3 separate regions of the Mus musculus genome follow, and all the other regions are linked to region 3. A link is a contact called in public promoter capture Hi-C data. All regions are on one chromosome and are shown on one strand. Each heading gives the region's core, a stretch centred on a gene start, on an enhancer-like site or on the middle of the called end of the contact. The rest is flanking DNA. Distances are from core to core; before and after follow the strand shown. Region 1 holds the start of Arfip1 (ADP-ribosylation factor interacting protein 1). Region 2 holds the start of Trim2 (tripartite motif-containing 2). Region 3 holds the start of Cd1d1 (CD1d1 antigen).

Evidence for each region. Promoter capture Hi-C pulls out the DNA fragments that hold promoters and counts their contacts.
Region 1: a contact with region 3 is called in a promoter capture Hi-C map of pre-B cells, with 4 times the contacts expected there. The contact joins the promoter of Arfip1 here to the promoter of Cd1d1 in region 3. A contact is called at or near these places in 2 of 39 promoter capture datasets (liver and pre-B cells).
Region 2: a promoter capture Hi-C map of liver shows a contact between it and region 3, with 4 times the contacts expected there. The contact joins the promoter of Trim2 here to the promoter of Cd1d1 in region 3. A contact is called at or near these places in 2 of 39 promoter capture datasets (liver and pre-B cells).

The regions. Positions count from the first base shown.
Region 1 is chr3:84,581,014-84,584,344 of GRCm38.p6, forward strand. Arfip1 (ADP-ribosylation factor interacting protein 1) reads right to left here and starts at 1,612. Exons shown (of 9, transcript NM_001081093.2): 1 at 1,401-1,612. Gm35410 (predicted gene, 35410) reads left to right here and starts at 1,402. Exons shown (of 1, transcript NR_164319.1): 1 at 1,402-3,331.
Region 2 is chr3:84,258,334-84,262,006 of GRCm38.p6, forward strand. It overlaps Trim2 (tripartite motif-containing 2), which reads right to left and starts at 1,446. Exons shown (of 12, transcript NM_001271727.1): 1 at 992-1,446.
Region 3 is chr3:86,996,952-87,000,604 of GRCm38.p6, forward strand. Cd1d1 (CD1d1 antigen) reads right to left here and starts at 2,378. Exons shown (of 6, transcript NM_007639.4): 1 at 2,241-2,378; 2 at 1,682-1,954; 3 at 1,121-1,399; 4 at 387-665. The coding sequence starts at 2,301.

The DNA.
Region 1 (3,331 bases), core at 362-2,861, 2.4 Mb before region 3:
AAACTGTTTCCTTTAGCTTCAACAAGACACTAGACCAGTACTTCTTAATCATGCTGCACATTCCACGTCTTTTAAGAATTTGATAAGAAGAATGCATTTCCCCAGAACACACACATACAAACTTTGCACATCATTTCAGGGTAGAGATAGAAAAACCCCTGATTCCTGGACTGAGACCCCAACCCAGGATTAAAGCAAGCATAATCCAAGAAAAGTAACATCTTGTCAAGCAGGAAACAAAATAGCTCAGGCAAAGCCTTTTATTCAGAAAATCATAGTGGAAATATGCTGTTTTCCTATATACTGTTAAACTTTGGAGTTAGAAGGAAGCGTTGGTCACGGTGAACAAGAAAAACAAAAACGAAAATTAAAAGCAAATAAAAATAGAACAAATACAAGAAAAGTGTACATTGCTGCAACGCTTGCTCTGAAAGAGCAGCAATGAAATACAAGCCATTCCTGCAGCCTCCAGAGAACTGACCAACCGCCATCAATCTGGTGCACCTTTCTTTAGCAATCAAGTTAATCAAATGGCAAGTGTGAACACACCTTCGCAGTTGTGAAAGCAACACGTTGATGAAAAGCCCTGCGATTTTTTCATTCGTCCTCCGCCCCCCTGATCAGATAAGAACCAAGAAAGGATAGTTCAGGAAAAAATAAAGGAGGGACGCACAGAAATCCTGAAAGGGTGACTTAAAGGATCTGCAGGAAGTGTAAAATATAAACTTTTTGAGATCAGAGGGTTCAAGAGGAAAACAAGAACAAAGCCAAGGAAGCAATAACAGGGGAGAAAGTCTAGAATCTAAGCACTTAACACACACACACACACACACACAGAGAGAGAGAGAGAGAGAGAGAGAGAGAGAGAGAGAGAGAGAGAGAGACGCTTCCTTTCCTAGACACGTAAAGAGTAGTTAACTTGGCAATAAGGAACGCACCAGAAGGCAGGGCCACAATTTCCTCCTCCAAACTCCAGCATTCCTTGGACGCCCTCAGGCTTGGGACATTTCAGGCAGGGCGCCTCCCTCGGCACCGGTGTCAGGCAATCTCTCCAAGAGATTGCTACCTCCCTTCCTCTCACAGCAGGAGAGAGGAAGCAGGACACTCAGGGAAGAGCAGGGGGAAAGGCGGCCCACTCGGACAGAGTCCAGAAAGCCCCAGACCCTGCCAACTCTTCCCACTGCCGAGCGGAGCCGCCCCAGGGGCCAGTGCTGCCCCCCTTCACTCCAGAACACACTCAGACTCAGAGGGACAGGAGGGACCAAGGGGCGGACTTGGCTGCTCCCAGGGATGGAAGTGCCCAGGAGCAAGTTTGATGAGAGTAGCCGCAGGCGACACATCCATCTGTCGGGAAGCACGCCACCCCAACCCCTTCCTTTCCGCCGCGGCTCCGCCCTCACCTGTCTGTCAGCGGGGAAGCCGGCAGCGCTCCGTCGCGGGCTCTCCCGGTCGCAGCCCTCGGGAATCACGTCGGCCAGAGGGAGAAGGGACCGGAAGCGCAACCGGGAGCTTTTCCTTCGTCTCCTCCCCCACGCCTCGGGGGCGGGGAGCAGCTACAGCTGTCACAGGCTCCGGGCAACCAACCGCCGAGGACACTTGCACCCGCGACCTCTCAACCCGGTCTCCGGCGCTTGCACCCTACCCGCGAAGCCGGAAGCGAGCAGACCGGAAGTGCGGGGTCTTAGGCCCCGGACAGCCTCTCTCTAGAAGCCAAGCCCGGGCCCCGCCACGTCTCTATGGTGCGCGCGCGTCTCCCAGGGGGCTGGGTCCTCCCGACTCCGCCCCGGGCCGCGGCCCTGTGAACTACATCCGGGAATCCGCACGGACCGTTGCCGGGGTAACCGGGTTGCAGCGTAGAGGAACAGTCCATAGTTTGCGAAGTGCAGCCCTCCAGCCAGACATCCTCTACCCTTTTCCCACACGCGTACTCCGTGTCTGGAGGGTGGAGGTGGCCGTAGCTCACCACCGCGGAGCCGAAAGTTTGTCAACCACCGGAGAGAAGAACGGGATGCGGAAGGGATGGAGCGAAGATGAGTGTACCGGCGCTGGCAGCACGGAAGCCCGGCCCTCGCTTTCTTAGGTTTCTCGCTAGCTCTCCGCGATCACCGCACTCTTACCAGTCTGTGCACCAAGACCGGCAACCGTGAACGTGCGGTGGTAGCTCTGTTTCTGTGCTTGCTCTCTGACAGTGGGCTCATAGTACTTTTCTTCGCTGCTCCTCTTTTGCCGGCAACCGAACTCTGCCTTCTTGCTCATCCCCTCTTAAGTAGATCGCTGACGCCCCGTCCACAGAAACAGTTCAACTGTCCCTTCTCCCAGAGCTCTTCTTGGTCGTTTCCTACCAGACTTTGGGGGTACCTGCGAGAATCTTCCCTATTCCCAGCGGTGTTAGATAATGAGTTTAAATATCCTTGTACTGTGTCTTCCTCAGTCTGGTTAATAGTAACACTACATACATTTACATAATGCACTACACATATTTCAAACCTAAATAACGGTATTGTCTTAGATTGCTAGCACATCAACTCAAACAAAACATCAACAAAAACAGTGCTGACATGCCCAAACATAAATCTTGTATAAAGGGCTTTTCTGTTCTGAAATTGAGCTATAAAGGGAGTGGTGGGTGGGTACCAATTCTCTCAAACTGTAATTATTCTGCAATGTATTGTGAATTTTCCTACTCAAAACCATCCTCTTGAGTTGAAACCCATTAGTCTTCTCCATTATTAGAAAGGGGCCCCTGTCTAGTGTAACTCTTGCTCTCGTTCTGTAAGAACTGAATAAGACTTGTAGCTAAGTGCAAGTGTCATCATGTACAGGGCTTCTGAAGGGTGACTTGGAAAACATGTCTTGCAATGCCCGGTTGTGTATGAATGGTGTGGACAGCTAGTACATAACAAAACTGGGTGTCTCCTTGAGGATGCCTGGTGGTGTTTCTTTAAATTTGGGGATACTTGGCTTCTTTTATTATCTATTTGTTCTTAAGTTGTATACTTTCTCTAGGAATTGCTGATAGTTTTTATGATGGTTCTGATGGACTTGGAACTAATGCTAATTTTCTTTGATAAAGATGCTATTAGTTGTCTATTTTAAGTAACTGATCGATCAGTCCAGTGAGGTTCTGGTATTCTGCATGATTATCCTTATCCATAATATTGTGGTGAGCAAGACTATGATGGGATTAATTTATTTCTCCCAAGATTTCTTTTGCCCCAAGAGAAATGCAAATGTAGGCCCACCTTTAGAAACACTGAAATCTGCTTCTGTTGGTGATGAAGAATTGCAAAATACTTCTGTACATCATTTGGACTGAAGGAAGCAGAGGCTT
Region 2 (3,673 bases), core at 196-2,695, 2.7 Mb before region 3:
CATATAAAATCCAGCACAGTAACTCCCGCCCCCAGGAAGGAATCTGGAAGTACTTGTTATGCTGTACTGAGCTTATAACTATATTTCAAGAATACAGATGTGAAGGTTAAGCTCCATCTTAGAAGGAAAAACAAACCAACCAACCCTGAGCGGGCGCGGGGGGGGGGGCGGGCATAGATATGCAAACTGTCACAAGAACAACCTCTCATGTATATCCTAGCGTGTAGCCTAATCTTTAGACTCTCAGAACTTCAAATGCTGTTAAATGTACTATCTAAAAAGCATTTGAGAGGTGGGGCCGTAACTTATCAGTTCAGCCGAGCATTAATTCCCCAGAACCTCAAAATAAATAAATACGTGTCCCGTTCCCCCTCCCCCCCACACACACACTAGAATTAAAAAGTATTTGAATCTAACGCTATCTGTGCCCTAATTCGATTAAGGAGTTGCAGAAAATAAGTCAGTTGCTCCCTGGAATCGATTAGATTACAAATGGGGAAATGTCTGGGGTTCGCGGAATGCTTTGCATCTGACAAGCATTTTTGGGACAAGCTTCCTCCCCACCCCCAATCCTTTACATCTTGACAGCAGCATGCAGATTTTTCAGCATCAATCAAAAAGCCCAGAAAGGCAACATCTCCACCTTTTAATAAACCAGACGTGCAGCGTGAGCTTGGCCAGAGGGTAAGCGTGAAAACTAATAGACAGGAATCTAGCTGAGTAGTTCCTTCAAAGAGAAAGAACATTTTTTTGTTTGTTTATTTTTGGAAGAAAAAGAAATGGGGTTGGGGGTGGGGGTGGGAAGAGGACACCTTTCCAAGCTTTAAGATTATAGAGTCGCTTTCTACTCCAGGGTCAAATGACTTTGCAAGCGTTCCTTGCAGGTCAGGGTCTGCAGAGGGTCCGTGAGATTCCGGGAACAGTGCTGGCGGGCTGACAGCTCCGAAAAACCGCCCGCGCCCCTCACGCCCCCACCCCCAGGGACACTTACCGCGACCCTCGCGGCTGCTGCTCGCACCCGGATCTCTGGCGGCCGCGGACCCCGGTATCCCGGCTCCCGCCGCACGCGGCCTCACGGTCACACGGCTCGCTCGCGGGACACGATCTGAGCGGCGGGCTCGGCAGAGAGGACGGACGCGAGGAGCGGAGCTGGCCTCGCGGGCCGCGCCGGGGCCTTCCCTCCGTGTCGTCTGTACCAAACAGCTCCTCTCTGGGTCACTTCCATTCTGTGCTCAGTCCCAGAGCGGCGAGACATCTGCTTTCCATAAGCCTCGCGCAGAGGCAAATCCTGGATTAGATGCCAGAGCCCACGGTACAGCTGATCCGCGCACAAAGAGCCGCGGACAAACACGCAAGTTGGTGCCCGGTTCCAGAACGATTCGGATGACTCAGGCGGCCGCAGCCGGGATGCGCCAATCCGCGGCTGGCTGGGTTTTCAGGTCTACTGCGGAAAACTCTCTCTCTCTCACACACACACACCCGCCCGCCCACCCCACGAAAGCACGCTCTGTCCCTGCAGGGGAAGTGACTTCAGCTGTACCGGGCTGAGCGAGCTCGACGCAGCCTGCCTCCACCGCCGGGCGTTCGGTATTGAAAGCACACACTGCTGACCGTGACAAGGGGAAAAGCTTTGCTTTAATTCCAATTCACGAGTCAGTTATGATACAGTCAGCGCTGAAAAGGATGAGGAAGTGCTGTCTTTGCAAATTGATTTTTCATTCTCCCAAACAGCTGGGCAAAATTGCTGTTTCTCCGCCCCCCCCCCCCCCCCCCCCGTCCCTTCCTCACTTTGGAGTGCCTTTGACAGCGTGAAGTCGCTACTTCCTCTCAAGTGCTCTACTGTGTTGGGCTGGTTATGCTAGGGAGACTTACCAGTTCCCAACCCTGAAAAATTACAGTCAAAGAAACATAGGGTGGGGTTGGGGAGAGCACAGATGGGGCTTTTCAATCAGTCTAGAATCCAAAGACAGCTCCCCACCTCCAACCCCCACCTGCCGCCACCTCCCGGACAAGCCTTTTAAATTTTGGGCTTCTGCAGGCTCTAGAACAAAGAGGCTGGGCACTAGCTGATCCTGAATGTGGCTTTAGGGGCAGAGCAGGAGCAATGAAGACAGATAGATGCTCTATGGTGGATGGCAAAGAAGTTAGGTCACCGTGCTTGTCGTCCTAGGTAAACTGGGACCTTGGCATCTGACTAGAAACTAAAGGGACCCTCTGAGAGATTTGGAGCTGGCAAGTGATGTAATAAGATTTCCACCGCAGAAAGATAATTTCACAAGGCTACTCCAACCTAGAAAGGGGGTGGAGGTGAGTTTGAAATGAAGGGGAAAGACTCCAAAGACAGCAAGAGAGAGACTAAAATAAAATGCCCATTACAGGGGTGGGGCAAAGGTATCCTACAGAGGTCATAGCCTCCTGTCTGCCTCCTGTGGCAGGACAAGTAGAAGAAAATGAGAGAGGACCCAGAGAAGCCAGGAGTTGGGTTCAGAACGAGGTCACAGAATACAAATCAGCCACACAGATTTCTAAAGTATTTGGGACCTTCTGGCTAAGCAAGACAGGTTGGGCAGGTGTGTGGTTAGACAGCGAAGGTAAATACAGAGTAGAGAAAAACGGTTTGTATTGGTGTGTTGCATCTGTCAAAACAAAGTACCTGGAAGTGAGGAGATTAAATAACAGAAATAAATTGCCTCACAGCCTGGGAGCCTGCAGCCAGTGTGATGGGAGGAGCTTACTCCAGGAAGGACCCCTGGTTCCTTGGCTAGCGGCATTGTAAGCACTTATTTTCCCTGGCTCGCCGTGACCAGATGTCCGCCTCTTTTTGTAAAACGCTAGCCATATTAGGTTAGGGGCCCACCATACTCCAGAATTACTGCACTTCACTAATTACATCTGTCCTCAGGTGTCAGTCAGTTTTCTATCACGATATCAAGATGCTTAAAATAATCATTTTAAAATGAGGAAAGGTTTCTCTTGGTTCTGTTTCAGAGACATGATGATGGGAACATGACAAAGGAAACTGATTCACCGATGGGTGGTCAGGGAACTAGGAGAGTGACATGTACAGACTGTGCTTCCAAAATTCCCTTCAAGGGCAGGGGCCTACAACCGAACTCTGTCCTACCAGGCCCAGCTTCTGAAGTCACACACTCCTGCACTTGACAGTAGTATTGCAGACTGGGGTGAGGCTAGGGGAACAAGCCTTCAACATTCGGACATTTTGAGAAGTCTAAGATCTAACGGCATTTTACTTCTATCTTGTAATGGGAAATCACCTTCTTCCCATAAAAATGTCCCATTCTGAGGTATGGGGGCAGGGCTTAAGGCTTCAACGTAGGAATTTGGGGAAAACAATCGAACTCATAAGATTCACCCACTGTGAGCAGAGTCACATCAGAGGACAGAGAGGAGAAAAGCCACTGTGGGCAAGCAGGCAGCGCCTTGGGTGCAAACGGTGAGAAAGAGGATCAGAAAATACAAGAGGGTTTTATTAAATTTCAGACACACACACACCAACTCGTCTGATCATGTCTTCTATTTAACGCTGCCTGGGAACTTTTATTATTTTTTCCCCTAAAGTGTTTCTATTCTATATGAATCTATCACATACCACGTAACACATGGGCAGAGGCTCAAAGTGCCAGCGGCTGCCATGAACACACACACAGCACAG
Region 3 (3,653 bases), core at 1,128-3,627:
ACTCAAAATAACAACACTTGCTTCAAAGCTAAGGGACAAGTGGAAGTAGGGGCAGCAAAATGTCCAGTGCTCACCCAGGACACGCCCAATATACTGCAGCTATGCCTTGGGCCTTGGGTCCTCTCTACTGGGGAATGGCTCTTCCCAAACTTCTTTATTTGCCACTGACCTCTGGATCTTGTCAGTTTCTGGGTCTTCTTTCTTCTTATACAGAGAACATCTTATCTCAAGTCTTTTGGGGTTTCTTTTTTATCTAGAATTCCCTCCTTCTAGCTCTTCTATAATAGTTAGGGGCTTCATTTCTGAATCTAGATCTGTTCAACTCCCGCTCCATGTTTGATGGCTGCCTCTGCTCACTGGCAACCCAGGCTCCAGTTCTTTCTTACCCCAGTAGAGGATGATATCCTGTCCTCCTAGGCTGCTGTGCTTCACCCTGCAGGCCAGGCCAGCTTCCTCTCCAGCCTCCACATCCAGGGTTGCTTGAAGATACCATGTCTCATCAGCATTTGGCAGGAAATCACCTCTGTGAGTACCCTGTTGCTCCTGGTCACCCCGCATCCACATCACCCACACAGGTTTTGGGTAGAAGCCAGAGACATGACACACCAGCTGCCTATGGCCATGTGCAGAGCTGGGGACACTGGACAACCAGGCCACTGGCTTCTCTGTACTCATCAAGAGAATAAGAAAAAAAATTTAAAGCAAGACATTTTATATTAGGGGCTCCAGGTCTCCAATCAAGTTCATGCTTCCCACAGGTCCACCTCTGGAGATGAAGTTGCCTATTAGTTTAATCCATTTGTCTCCCTCTGGCTAGGAAGACCATCCCTGATACTTCTACCCCCCTCCCTGATCTGAGTCTCCTGTAGCCCTCCTCTGTACTCTGGAACAATCTGAATTTCAGCTGGTACAGCCTGCCTCAAATATGGCATGGCTCAGTTTTCATCCCCAGTTTTATTTAACTCAATTTATAGAACCCAAGAGTGGCTGTCAGTGAGAAAATAAACCCCACAGGCCTTACTCATCTCTTCCTAGTCCTTGCCCTTCCTCTACAGCTGACAGTGATGTAAAAACCTAGATGGATCCAAGTGGAGAGCCAGGGTGAAAATAGCCAGCTGACCTTGCTTCTCTAGGTCTGACTTCCCTGCCTCTAGGAGACCACGGACAAATAGGGGGCAGGTGTCATTCAGGAGCATCTGCACGGTTGCACTTGTCCCTTGATCAGCGTTGAGCACTTTGATGGGCAAGTCTAACCAAGATGGGGCCCCTGGGACTGTCTGCCAGGACGTTCCCCAGAATCTCACGACATATTTTCCTTGAAATGCTACGTGTAAAAAGCTTTCCGAAGCATTCCCAGGGTACATTTCACAGCCCGCAGACAGCTGGATCTCAATGGGATCTGTAAGGAGGAGTAGGCAGAGACCAAAGAGTTCATGATTAAGGGATTTGGAAGAAAGGAATTGGTATGAAGATTATCGTTAAGTGCCAGTTGAGGAAAATGATCATGGTGCCCTAGAGCAGAAATGGGCTATTTTTAGAAGGGACAAGGGTTACTTTTAGACAGAAGTAAAACCATAAGGGTGGACAGAGAAGAGAAGCTATGCCCGATGCCCACAGTTATCCAGCTGGGGTCTGGATCACTCCTGCCCACTGGGTTCAGGGTTCCAACCCCTCCACTCACAGTCTTCTTTAGGTGACATCATTTTGACTAATTCCTGTATGTCCCTGGTAAAGCTGACTCGATAGACTTGAAACATATGCTGCAACTTCTCCCACTGCTGGTTACTCAACTTGCCCTGGGACCATGGCTTCGTGAAGCTGATGGTGGCTGAGTCATTACTCCAACGGTGAGTCTGCAGATCCCCCAGCCAGACCACGCTGTCTGTGCGGGACCAGCTTCTGTTTGCAAAGGAAGACATCTGCAGGCAGCGGAAGGTGTAATTCTTTTGCTGGGCTGGAAACAAAGGAAAAGGAAAGAACTTAGCGAGTGGGCTCAGTCTGAGGACAGACTGCAGTAGGAAAAAGCTCAGCTTTAGCTGCGCTTGCGGAAGGAAAGGCAGGCTCAGTGTAGTTCTGAACTGAGCTAAGCCCTGAGCCGCAGCCATACATTGCTCCTCCCACTGTTGTTGCAAGCCGGGAAGCCCACCTCCACCCGCCCACTACTGCACAGAGCTTGTAGCCAGCCTCTTTCTCCCTCCCTTCCTCCCTTCTCTAGATTGTGTGCGCTTTTACTCACTCACCTTCAGATTGTCCCCAGACCTGTAGGAATGCCCACAGCAACAGCCATGGTAGGTACCGCATAGCGCCAGAGTTCTACACAGCCCTCGGCTCCGACTTCTGCGCTTTACTCTGCTCCCGGACTGGTACACAAAGGCTCTGGGGTTTTTGGTGCAGAGCCAGCAAAACCCGGAAGGACGCGCAGGCACGATTGGTAAATTACTCTTTGACAAAGCCAAACCCCCTGGTAGTTGAGGGTTGGAGTGCAGCTTTACTCAGAACCGCTACGCAAACCACTTTTAAACAAAACAAAACAAAACAAAACAACAACAACAAAAATGTCTTTCCGTTATACTAAAGAATGAGGTTGAGACTATCGTCTCAATATCGAAAGCAAGACAAAATTGTATTTCGGTTACAACTCCGATGGTATTAAAAATGCAAGGGGAAAAATAGAAGGGACGTTTTGGTCTAGCTAGCAGGGGCTGTCTGCAGGTGCTCCATTTACAAGTTTGGATCCTCCCAGATATCTATAAATATCACATTAAAATAATGATAATGATAATAATAGATGTGATTCTTCTAGTGGTTCATTGAGAGGATAGGACTAGGCGGGTTAAGTTCCTTCATAGCTTTCGTATGCCCACAGTTTCCCATGTCAGATTCTTTTTCCCCTTACCCTGGTTTCTTTTCTCCCTTGCCTTACCTGCCCTCTGGCTGTCCCCGACTCCATTTTGGGAGAGTACAGGCATATTTTATTTTTAGTTTTTATTTTGTTCTGTATATTGTACTGTCATGATTTGCGAAAATCGAAGACTTGTGTCAGTCTGATGTGAGGAAAAGCCAAAAGTGACGAGATGTGCCCCCTCGAAGCGCTTCAGCACAGCGAAAACACGGGCCATACACCTGCAGACAGATGTCTTTCCCACTCACTCGCAAATACCGAACCTCTTGTTTTTGAGAACAGAGGTAAGATTACAGGGCGCGCCTGTGAGTTTGTAGGGCCATTCCCAACTTCTCACGCTTAAAACAAGTAGTGACAAAAACAGTTGCTCAAAATTTCAGTTACTGTGAGAAAGGAGAAGTCATCCTTGGTAAATCGTACTCCTGCAGCAAGCATCCTGATACCATCTTCCTCGTTCCTTTTTAGTCACCCCGTTGTATGCTTTGCTCTGTCTTTTTGCCTTGTCTCCTAAGTAGGCCTCTTCTCTATGTCTCTACCCTTAACATAACCGCAACCTTCTGCTTCAACTATATGAAATACCTTCCACGAGGTAGGAAAAAACCCCATCATTGATCGGTATAGCCTCTAGGATCATTCTGCCCATGCTCTGGCTTGCCTTGGAGCATCGTTTGGGACCCTACTCTAAGTCTCACATGCTTTCGTCCCTTAGATACAGCTTCTTCCTCAGATCTCTGCACAAATAGACCCCTTG